4 separate regions of the Sus scrofa genome follow, and all the other regions are linked to region 3. A link is a contact called in public Hi-C and HiChIP or PLAC-seq data. All regions are on one chromosome and are shown on one strand. Each heading gives the region's core, a stretch centred on a gene start, on an enhancer-like site or on the middle of the called end of the contact. The rest is flanking DNA. Distances are from core to core; before and after follow the strand shown. Region 1 has its middle 280 kb from the start of SUPT3H. Region 2 has its middle 250 kb from the start of SUPT3H. Region 3 overlaps RUNX2 (runt-related transcription factor 2). Region 4 has its middle 200 kb from the start of SUPT3H.

Evidence for each region. Hi-C and Micro-C count contacts between places; a contact is called where the count stands out from the background. HiChIP or PLAC-seq counts read pairs in DNA pulled down with a chosen protein or histone mark.
Region 1: a contact with region 3 is called in an H3K27ac HiChIP or PLAC-seq map of alveolar macrophages. The contact joins two enhancer-like sites. A contact is called at or near these places in 1 of 47 Hi-C or Micro-C datasets (embryonic fibroblasts) and 1 of 2 datasets of contacts at active chromatin or transcription factors (alveolar macrophages).
Region 2: an H3K27ac HiChIP or PLAC-seq map of alveolar macrophages shows a contact between it and region 3. The contact joins two enhancer-like sites. A contact is called at or near these places in 1 of 47 Hi-C or Micro-C datasets (embryonic fibroblasts) and 1 of 2 datasets of contacts at active chromatin or transcription factors (alveolar macrophages).
Region 4: a contact with region 3 is called in a Hi-C map of alveolar macrophages, with 1.7 times the contacts expected there. The contact joins two enhancer-like sites. A contact is called at or near these places in 7 of 47 Hi-C or Micro-C datasets (alveolar macrophages, blood, embryonic fibroblasts and 3 more) and 1 of 2 datasets of contacts at active chromatin or transcription factors (alveolar macrophages).

Annotation. Positions count from the first base shown.
Region 1 is chr7:40,443,548-40,446,247 of Sscrofa11.1, forward strand. No RefSeq gene overlaps it. Among named protein-coding and RNA genes, the nearest start is that of SUPT3H, 280 kb to the left of the region's middle. Within about 2 kb of position 1,369, at least 11 of the 83 cell types and tissues checked have an H3K27ac peak or open chromatin away from gene starts, as enhancers often do. A contact at or near this core is called in alveolar macrophages, where this site is marked.
Region 2 is chr7:40,409,059-40,411,896 of Sscrofa11.1, forward strand. No RefSeq gene overlaps it. Among named protein-coding and RNA genes, the nearest start is that of SUPT3H, 250 kb to the left of the region's middle. Within about 2 kb of position 1,458, at least 9 of the 83 cell types and tissues checked have an H3K27ac peak or open chromatin away from gene starts, as enhancers often do. A contact at or near this core is called in alveolar macrophages, where this site is marked.
Region 3 is chr7:40,204,043-40,206,798 of Sscrofa11.1, forward strand. It overlaps RUNX2 (runt-related transcription factor 2), which reads left to right. Exons shown (of 8, transcript XM_005666074.3): 3 at 1,886-2,247. Among named protein-coding and RNA genes, the nearest start is that of SUPT3H, 44 kb to the left of the region's middle. Within about 2 kb of position 1,364, at least 39 of the 83 cell types and tissues checked have an H3K27ac peak or open chromatin away from gene starts, as enhancers often do. A contact at or near this core is called in alveolar macrophages and skeletal muscle, where this site is marked.
Region 4 is chr7:40,356,631-40,359,330 of Sscrofa11.1, forward strand. No RefSeq gene overlaps it. Among named protein-coding and RNA genes, the nearest start is that of SUPT3H, 200 kb to the left of the region's middle. Within about 2 kb of position 1,326, at least 34 of the 83 cell types and tissues checked have an H3K27ac peak or open chromatin away from gene starts, as enhancers often do. A contact at or near this core is called in alveolar macrophages and skeletal muscle, where this site is marked.

The DNA.
Region 1 (2,700 bases), core at 119-2,618, 240 kb after region 3:
GAAATTCTCTGCTCTATTGATAAAAGGCGACATCTTTTTTGGTCCCACAGAAGGGGTGTTAATGCACCCCAAGGATGGTAATTCCTTGCCGTTCACCTGGCACACCAGAGTTTGCAAAAAGCTGCCACATGTGCGAAACGTGAGGCCAGGCTCCACAAACGCTTAGCAGTTTCAGCACTACCATTCATTAACGGGATTAAATTAATAAATTAATTAAAGCAATTAAATTAAGTAATGAAGTATAGGTGATTTGAAATATTATATTAGTTTCAGGTGTGCAGCAGAGTGATTCAGTATTTTGACAGATCATCCTCCATTAAAAGTTAGGACAAAATAATGGCAGTAATTCCCTGTGCTGTCCGCTATGTCCTTATCGCTTATCTATTTTTTCCCACGGTAGTTTGCCTCTCTTAATCCTCTGCCCCTAAGTTGTCCCTACCCCATCTTTCTTTTTCTCACTCGTAACCACTGGTTCGTTCTTTGTAACTGTGAGTCTGATTCTTTTGGGTATATTTACTGGCTTATGTTATTTGTAGATTCCACATTCAAGTGCTATCATACAGTATTTGTCTTTCTCTGTCTGACATTTCACTTAGCATAATATCACTATCGCTCCATCCATGTTGCTGCAGACAGCACAATTTCATTCTTTTTCATGGCTGGGTGAATGCTCTTCATTTTAATTGTAAAATCTGTTGAAAGATGTTATTGATCCAAGCCCTTCTCTCCCAACTCTGAGAGGAATTATAAACCATCAGTAGCAGAGACTGGTCGTCATTGGTCTCTGCTAGCAAAGTCCCAGTCCTGGCAGTCAGATAATTCACATGTGAAATCATAATCACTCGGCTTTGCTTGGTTATTTCAGATTTATTGTCAACATCAGTAACATTGAACAGATGCATCCACCCGCCAACCTGATCCAGCTCACTTGGTCCTTTCACGGCACGGTCTAGACCCCCAGATCTTCTCAGGACAGTGGAAACCTGAGCAGTGATCTTCTTTCTCCTCCCCGCCTCTTCTCATTGCCCCCTCCCCTGCCCCGTTCTTTAAACACCCCAAACATAAAGACCAACAGACATCATACAAGAGAGCTTAATTCTGCAAAAGAAGTGAAAGGCACTCTCTGTACTTCTAGAAAATATGAATATCCTGATTCAATATACATCCTCATCTCCTCTAAGTGTGGGGCAATAGGCAGGGTAAGTTGGGGGATGGGCGGGGGAGGCTTATGAATTTTCGTCCTCAGTTACTCAACCGAGAGATGCTTTTCAGGGTGTTCCAGAAGGGAGGGGGGGGCACTGCAAGTCATACCATGTGTCACAGTGCCTCCCGTTGACTCATGGCCAGATCTTGAGAAAAATTCGCAGAAGTCAGGAAATTCCCGGCGAATGCTCTCATCTCACCCTCTGCTGACCCTGCAGGGAGAGCGTAGGTAGGGTCAGGGAAGTGTTTAAAAAAGGAAAAATCAGAGCCTTTCTGCTGCTTCTGCATGCTGGGGGCAGGGCAGAGTCCTCACAGATGCAGTATCGTCCTTGGGCCCCAGTGTCCTGGGGCGGCCAGCGTGGTCTGTGGCTTCATTCTTGACTTTTATTTTTGCAAGAGCGTTTCCCTCTCTCCTTGGCTTTGTTTCCCCTTGGAGAACAATGTCTTTCCTTCTGGGCTAAGCAAGATGCCCGAGACGTCCCCTTCCAATGGCCAGGGCCAAGTTTAAAGTTGGGGCTGCTCCTTTGAGCTTTGTGTATAATTGGACCTGGCACAAAGGCTTATCATTAGGAGGGATGGCATGACAGGAAGAAAAGGGAAAGCTCGGACTCAAATTAGAAAAGTTTTCCCCGGGAGAGACACAGCGGCACTGCTGGGAGGTCTGACATCCAAGGAATTTTTGAGAGAAAGGACGGGGCAGTAAGGGAACTCGGAGAGCCATCTCTTCGGAAGCTTTGCTTCGAAGTTCGGGGGCAGGGGAGGGGGTGGGATTGTGTTATAGGTGGCAACAGATGCCAGAGGCATCAGATGTGCAGAATGAGGGTCCTTCTAGGGGGGTGCGGAATGCTGAGAACGACAGGGTCATCTGTCTCCTAGATGTTTACCAAGCATGTCCAAAGCTGGCATTGCCACTTTGATCAGAGGTCAGTGGAGGGTCCGGAGGGATGCTGAGCCCTCTCGTCCGCTGGGCTGCTGACTCAGGGAACACCCTGGTCAGACCCTTGCTGCTTCTGGCCTTGGGAAATCGGGCCATCGCCCCACCCTCCTTCCCAGATGGGGTGCCCCTCTGCTTCCTTGTTCCCCATGGGTAAACAGCTTGGCATTGTCACAAACACAAGCCAGGGGGGTTGGGGGTCTTCTTCCCTGAGATGCTGGTCCAGCTGAGCTGGTGAGGGGACACATGTGTGTCTACCTGCCCCACCCCAGGGGGTCTTGGAGCCTAGTCGTGTGAACAGGACCCAGGGCCCCCAGGTGCCAGGCACAGCTGTCCTGGCCTCTCGCTCCCCCTGTGGATTTGCATCTGGGAGCTGGCAGTGCGGGGGCTCCAGTGATCTCCACTCCCAGCCAGACTGTCCCTCCCTTTTCACATTCTTGGTGGCGTCCCAGCTCTGTGGGACCCTGGGTTCTAAAACCTTTGGGTTGGTTCAGACTACCCAGCTGGCTCCACTCTGAACTCCTGGCCTTGTTAAAGCCCCAATGCTGTCTTTTACAGCCTGG
Region 2 (2,838 bases), core at 208-2,707, 210 kb after region 3:
TGGGGACAGATGATATTTATGAATGATGTCCCAAGGGTATAATCAGTATGACTCATTCCTGGAACCAGTTTTATCCGTTAAGGGGTGCCAGCTGCACCCAGTTGGGATAGCTTCTCGCACTAACCTGCTTCTGGGTTTGGGGTCAGAAGGGCATATTTTCCAGGCCTTTCTACTTTTCCAGAGGTTTAATTGCCCATGATGGAGTCCTGGGGACTTTCTGTTAAGTGTTCTGACAAGGTGAAGATGGTTACACGGATGAGAAAAAAGCTGTGTTGTGGGATTTCAGAAAACACACCCCCGCAGGCAGTTTTTTGCATTTCATGGTAATGGCAGTAACAAAGTTTCCTATTTATTCTCTGACATTCTCGAAGGAATTTGGAAGACTTGCCTGATGTTATCATCTCTGTATTTATAGGACACCATCAGTTCGGCAGGCAGGGTGGGGGTTATTAACGACCTCTCTTATTTGGCCTTCTACCTTCCCAAATGTTATCACCAAGAGGGGGAAACAGAGGTATTCCCTGCTTACGTAAAGTTCAAGAGCCCCTCCAGGGTCAGAACTGGAGATCACAAGCTTGGGGTCTAGGTTAATAGGCTGTCACTGTAAGTTTCACCCCACCCAGTGAAGCTAAAACTCCTAAGGGCATCTGAGGCTTGGTTCCAGATTCTGAGGTGTGTCTCACATCTCAAACGAACCCATCATGACCTTTGCACAGGGCTGGCCTTGAGTCTGATTGGAGTCACCTCATTTCCAAGGCATTTTCAGCCCTTGAGGGTTCACTCACTGCTGTGTTTTCCTGCCTTTTCCCATGGACGATGGTCCTGGAGCCATTTGGATCAACCCAATTGAGTTTTTGCTATCTCCCCTGCCCTGTTTTCCGGGATCTTCATGACCACGGATGAATTTATCCTGGGGAATCTTGCTTTTTCCACTCACTTTGCCAAATCCAGCATGGCTCCTAGCATACGGATTAGATGGGCATCCCCCCGTTTTTTTTTTTTTTTTTTTTTTTTTTTGACTCATCCTTGAAATAGCTGTCGGATCCCATCTCTTGGAGAGAAGACAGGTAGAGCGTCGACACACACTTCAACCTGCACATATGGCAGGCGGGCAGGCTGACGAGAGTGGAATTCCTGGACCGGTTCCTTGGTCTGTGTTCTCTGGGGATTGCTTGTTGAATAACTCCACATCACATCACTCCACAGATAAGGAAGATGTCATCCCCATGGCATCTCTGATTTCGGCACAAGCTTCAGAAAATCCCAAGCAGCTAATCTAGAACATGATGGCTTAAGCCGCTATAATCACCAGCCAACTTTGAACATGTGCCATGCACATGGAGACTATCCTATGCACTCTTTCCCAATTCCTATAGGAGGCGCTAGAGCTGGACACCTGGGAGGCAGCCTTGGCAATGCCTGCAGGGTGGAGTCTTCCAAAGGCACTGGGCTGTGACAGTAGGGCTTCCTGGAAAAGGCCCTTGAGTCATTCTTCCCCACCAGCAAGTCCCCTCTCTAGGGAGGAAGTCTCCTTCTCTGTCAAATGGAAACCTGTCTGGCTGGGAAGGATCTTGACTACTGGGGGAAATGGAGCCAGGAGCCAATGGAGGCAGGCTGGACCAATGGGTCAAACCAACGAACAAGAGAAAGTTTAATGGGAAGAGATTTAACATCCTAGACACAGGCTTAGGAAACAACTGTGCCAGGCAGGAATGGAGAAGTGCTGAGCTGGCAGAAGGACTTGGGCAGAGATGTAGGACATTTCAGTTAGTTGCAATGGAGGAATGAGAATTCTGAAAAAGCAGGTGTAAACAGAGGCTGTCTTAGTAGAACTACAGTCCTCAAAACAAGAGAGTTAATAGTTATGTTGGTCAGACCAGTGTTAGAGACTGGTTTGGGGCCTCATGCTTAAGAGCACAGTGGTATTCTGGAATGTTTTTGGGAAGGATCTTTTCAAACTCTGCCCCCAAGACCCAACCCCCAGTTGGTCACATTGCTTCCTCATAGCAACCCGAGAAAATTTTATTTAGCACTATATAATACACTCACATGGTTAAAAAAGGAAAACAGCCAACTAACTAACCAACTAACCCACCAGCCAACCAAACTAACAAAAGTAGAAAAGCAAATACAAATGCAGGGAAAAGGCTCCCTCTCCCCCTTGTACTCTGAAAGGGAATGTTTGGCAGGGTCCTTAGAGCATGGTCTCTGAAGTCATGCTGCTTCGATTTGTATGGCATTCCTGCTGCTCACTGGCTGTGTGACCTTAGGCAATTTACTTAACCTCTCTGAGCCCCAGCATCCTCATCTGAAAAATAGGAAGAATGAGGCAGGATTGCTGTGAAGATAAAATGGGTTCCCGCATGTAAAGAACACAGAGTAGCTCCTGGCAGGCAGTAACTTCCATGTACGTGTTAGCTTTCTTTACTCCCATCATCCTCTGCTTCATTGTTCCTGAATCCCCTTAAGTAAACTTTACTTTTTTAAGTGTCTTGTATATTCTTTCAGCGTTCCTTGATGCACATATAAGCAGCTATGAACATAGTTCTTATTTTTTCTCATTTTAAAACATCCTAAAGATACTATATGGCGCAACATTATTCAATAACATTTTTTTGTCCCTTTCCTTTCATTTGATAGTATATCTTGGAGGTTTCTCCACATCAGGACAATGAGAACTTCCTCATTCTTTTTTGCAGCTGCACATATAAGGAAGGACTGTCTAACAATTAGAGCTTGTTTTAAAATAGAACTCTGTCACTGGGAGCATTCAGGCGAAGACTAGACAGAAATGATGGAGCCAGGATTTATGTGTCAGCGAAGGGGTCGGGCTAGAAT
Region 3 (2,756 bases), core at 114-2,613:
TTCTTAGGGGTGCGATACCCTCAAGCGGATTTCCCGGCTTCTGCGGGCGCCGCACATTGTTTTATTTGTTTTGAAGGCTCAGAGTTTGAGGCTGGTCGGAGACACCCACGTGCTTCTGACTCTCATCAGTGTAATGATCGCCTTAGCCAGAGTCGTGTCTATATAAACCACAAAAACCTAATCATTAGAAATCCCAGCCTCCAAAAACCACATTTTAGGTAAAACTGCCGCCTTTTTTCTGCGCTCCTTCATCCTTTCGACCACAACTTTTGGGGGGATCCAAAGTCGCTTTTTAAACCCACACTGGGAAATAAATACATAAATAAATAGCCATCGAAGCATTTTGAATATTTTATTTCGTATTTTAATTTTTTTTCCTTGGGAGTGGTGGTGGTGGTGGGGAAGTTAAGACATTAGACCAAGTTTTAGATGCAGAATAGACTTATTAATAGATTGAGATTCATGGAAAACTGCTGGGGTTCCCCCCCTCCCCGCAAGGGTTTTAGCAACTTATTTTAATCATCAAGTTGATAGTTTTCCAGTCCTTAAAGAAACTCATCCTTGTTCTCTAGGAACAAGTTTGAATATAGAAGAAAAAAGTGTCCGGCTACCCACAGTTTGAGTTTCTAAAAACGATTTTGACAAATGTCCCCTCCATCCCAATTTTTTTGAGTCGCTTAAGACAAAAAACACCCAAACTCTGTAAAATCTTTTTTTTAACCCCTCTTGGGAGCCGCTCCGGCAGAGGTGGGGGGGGGATGGGGTGGGGGAAGGGTGAAGAGTGCTGAGAAGTCAGCACAGACGCTCAAGAATTTTCCTTCTTCCTCTCCTGAAGTTACAACGAAAAATAACGACAGGCAGATCAGCCGGCAGGCTCTCTGGCGTCTCAGCATCAACCTCCTCCGACCAAGAGGGGGTTCCTGGTTCTAGGGGGGAGGGGGGTGAGAAGCAAGAGGACGCGACCAGGCGAGATCCCCCTAGACCCGGGCCGCCTCTCTCGGCTTCGGAAGCTGCACGCCGCGTCCCGGGGGCTACTTCTCGCGGCCGGCGGGCGGCGGCAGCGGCTGAGATTCGCAGGCTCGAGATCCGCTGCCCCGAGATCCGCTGCCCGCGACTTACCTCCTGGCGCCTCGAAGCGCGAGGGTCAGGGGAGCTTTGCAAAGAGCTGGAGGGAGTGGATGCGAGGAGGGAGCGGTGAGAGGGCGAGAAGAGGAGAAGGGAAAGGAAGGAGCCGAGCCGGGGAGCCGGGCTGGCAGCCGCCGCGGGAGGAATCTGAGTGTGCAGCCGGCGCGGGGGGAGCGGCAGCCGCAGCAGAGCGGCGGCGGCAGCAGCGGCGCGGGCGGGCGGGCGGCGCGGCGCGGACGCCAGCAGCTGCGTAGCTGCTCGTGGCGCGGCGCGGCGGTGGCGGGCAGCGCGCGGCGATGCTGGCCTCTGGGTTGGACTGCTGAACCCACTGGGCTCAACCGCCGGACTCGAACTGGGAGGGGGCGCCAGCGCACCCAGGACGCGGTGCCCCAAGGGACCCCACTCCAAGCTGCTGCGAAGTGAAGTCTCCCGCCTGCCCGAGCCAAACACATCCTGGTGCCCGTTCGCAGCTGCCACCCCGGGTGTTTCAAGGGCTCCAGCAAGATCTGCGCCTCCCGGGTCTCGTCACCCGCCAACCCGATTGCTCCGCACCGCCACCGCTGGCCCCCGTCAGACTCCGCCCGGCAGTCTGCTTCATCGAACTTGATTTCTCACCTCCTCAGCCCCATCACCTCCATCCCCTTTCCCCCGTCTCGCCTCCACCCCCCCAATTTCCTCCTCCTCGCCCCTCATTCCACCCTCCTCCCCCTCCCCCGGCCACTTCGCTAACTTGTGGCTGTTGTGATGCGTATTCCCGTAGATCCGAGCACCAGCCGGCGCTTCAGCCCCCCCTCCAGCAGCCTGCAGCCCGGCAAGATGAGCGACGTGAGCCCGGTGGTGGCTGCGCAACAGCAGCAGCAGCAACAACAGCAGCAGCAGCAGCAGCAGCAACAGCAGCAACAGCAGCAGCAGGAGGCAGCGGCAGCGGCGGCGGCGGCGGCGGCGGCGGCGGCAGCGGCAGCCGCCGTGCCCCGGTTGCGGCCGCCGCACGACAACCGCACCATGGTGGAGATCATCGCTGACCACCCGGCCGAACTCGTCCGCACCGACAGCCCCAACTTCCTGTGCTCTGTGCTGCCCTCGCACTGGCGTTGCAACAAGACCCTGCCCGTGGCCTTCAAGGTAAGAAGCTGCGGCCGCCCCCCCACCCCCCGCCCCCTGCCCGGAGCCGCGGGACCTGCCTGCTAGCGTTTCCGTGCCCGCGGGGGCCCGAGCCCGGACCCGTACTGCCTCCAAGGTTCCTATCTTGGTGGCTCGGACCCGAAGGAACGCCGTCTGGCCCTCTTCCTCCGGATCTGCCAGCGGGCTCCGGGCGTAGTGACCCCGTGCAGATAGATCCTTCCCTCTCCCACCTGTGCCCGCAGCCATCACCTCAACCCTGGTTCTCTTTATCCGTTCATCACCCGTGGAGCCTGCCGGCCAACATTCTGACCCACTTCTCCGAGCCGTCTTACCTCCCCCAGGAGCCCCCAGGTGCCCACTCTCCGAGCTGCGGCCCGAACTTGCTCCACCCCGCCCCCACTCCAGGGTATCGCCAGCGTTCTCCCCACGGACTCCCGCGTCCCTCTCCCCAGCATCCCTGCCCGCCCTGCGCCTCAGGCTGCCGCGCCACCCCTCCCCCGGATCCCGCG
Region 4 (2,700 bases), core at 76-2,575, 150 kb after region 3:
ACGGCGAGGCTGACGTGTAAGAGGGGATTATTATTAATTTTTGTAAAGCTTTTCTTCAGAAGGGCTCTGTGATTCAGCCCGCTCTGCTGTCCGGACCTGCACAGCCACTTGGAAAGCAGAAGGATCGAGTTTCTGGAAACCCACTGAACTTGTACCAAAAACCTATTTCCATTTTGTTTTCTTCTTATCTTGTTGCAGTGGTATCTGATCACTCAGTGGGGTTTTCTGAAAAAAACTGCTTTATGTTTTAGCCTTGCAAAGGTAGCTCACATTGTGATGGCTATCTTTTTGTCCCAGATCCTTCTGTGTCACTCACAGCACTAAGGAAGGAAGAAGTCCCCCCTCCCCCTCCCTGCAGCCTCGCCCCAACCTGTCATCCTTATAGAGAAACTAAGACCCTCCAGCAAAATGCCAAAAGGCCGGGCGGGGCCGCAAGGGAAAGACAAGCAAAATTTCTTCCACACAAGCCCCTCGATAATGTTGTCTTCACAACATTAAAGGAGGCCAGAACACAAAATTGCCACTAGGTCTCATGTGGCCTTGGACTCCTTCTGCCCTGGGACAGTTCTCCCAGAGAACCCTTAGTACCAGAGTTAGCCCGGAGGTGGGCATGGAAGTCAGACAGACTCAATATAGTCAGGAGATCCAGGATATAGCGGCAGACCTAAATGGGGTGGAGGGTGGGTGTTTGAGAGCAGAGGGTACCAGGAACTCCTAAAATGCAACCGGATGAGGGATTGATGTAAATGTGCAAATGTATTATTTAAAAACTGCCAAAGGCAAACACACAAAACCACGTGACATGCATAATGGCGGGAGCCCTTAATACAGCGGTTTTATGATTTAAATCTCCTTGGACATCCTTTCCTTCCTACATTAGGTCATTCACTTTTTTTTTTTTTTTTTTTTTTAATAACTGCATCCATCTCTGACAGTGCAATGACTCTAGCCAGTTTCACTTTCTGTTTCTCTGTGAGTTTCTCTCCATTCTTCTGCCCCGAAAGGAGAGGAGTCTTTCGTGGGAATCATGACACCTTCTAACCATGCCTTAGCCCGGTTCTGTTTTTCTCTAACAGTCACTGAATACTGTAATCTTGAAAATCGTAGTAACCTTTCTCCCTTTTAGCAGTGTGCTCAGAGGGCCTTTCTGGGTGTGGATGTGGAGGCATAGAAAATCTGACTTGAGATCTGATTAGTGGTTTCCCAGATGAGAAATGCAGAGATTATGATGAAATATAATTCTCCACGACAACTTCTCGGGCACACTGTGAACTCAGATTGTGCTGGGAGGGGCTGATGGACCAGCTTTCATTCCTCATGGGCATCAGAGGGAAAGAGAAGCATCCAAGGGGAAAAAGCCAAGGGTGGAACTTTAGCAAGGAGTTAAGTGGTTAATAGGAATTCAGTTTTTTTTTTTTTTTCTTTATTGGCTAATAAAACCTCTCTGGGTTTTTTTCATATTACATGGTTCCTCGCCCAATGCTTAAAAAAAGCAAAAGACGAAAACAACAACAAAAAAAGCTGGAGCCTGAAGACCCAGGCAGCCCCAGTCTTGTTTACTTTTTCATTTCCGCAGTTGTAAAAAAAAAAAAAAAATTTCCTCTGGTAGTTCAACTTTATCACACTGCGTGAGCGGGTCAGTGTTTGAACCACGCCAGTGATTCCTGCCTCCCAGGGAAAGGAAAAAGTATGCTCTGTCTCTCTGTTTCAGACAGAGGAGACCACGATGCAAATGACAGATGCATTGGGGCAAATTTTAAAATGAAAGCCTGGGGAGTGGGGGGTGTGGGATGAGAGGTGGGGTGGGTTGGAGGGGCTCTGGAATCCTGGATGCAAATATCTCTGTGTCCTTTTTATGGCCAGTGGTGCTGTTCTCCCGACAGAGCAGGATGTTCTTGTTTTTAATAATAGCCAGACCAGATGCTGAATTCTCCTCGGCAACATGCTGGATAAGTGAGAAGGCGAACAGCTGACTCCTGTTAAGATGAACACCAGGAGAATAAGCCAGAAAGTATGAGAAGTCTCTGGAGATTTTTGCTTTGTAAACCCCCGTTTGGCAGAAAGATCACAGAATCCGAGCTGAAAACACAGTGTGTCCTGCTGCACCCGTGCCTCCTCTGAGCCGCTTGTTGGAGGCCTTTGAGCCTCCTGCCTTCTGGCCATCCAGTCCTTTTCTGAGTTACCCAGAGGACAGGCTCCAAGGTCCCCCAAGAGGGAAAGTCAGAAGCCCGGAGCCCTTTGGCTTTCATTGACTATTAAAAAAAAATACTCATCAATAGAAGGAATTTTTTTTACTTGCTCCTTGCCATAGAAAATAGTGAAATCCTGAACCCGAGCCAGTAATTTAAAAATGGCATCTTTGTTCCATTTTTTTTTTCACTCCCTTTTTCCCTCTGTCAGAGTCCATCAAATCTCTGAGTTATTATTTTGTTTTAGAATACTCCACGCATGGAAGATGCTGCTTTCTTCTTGCCCAGAGCCAAAGCAGGGCTCTGTGGGGCAGGCTGACCAGAGCAGACAGGGACAGGGCTGCACATCGCTGCGGGCTCATGCCACCCAGAAGTGGCTTCCCAGAGAGCAGGGGGGTCCAGTGCTCCCTGACAGTCTCTCCCTGGGGCTCTGCTACCACGCCTGCAGGAGTGAGAGAAGGAAGGATCTTAGGGGTAGATAGAGAAGGTCGTTGGGTTATTCCAGAAGTCT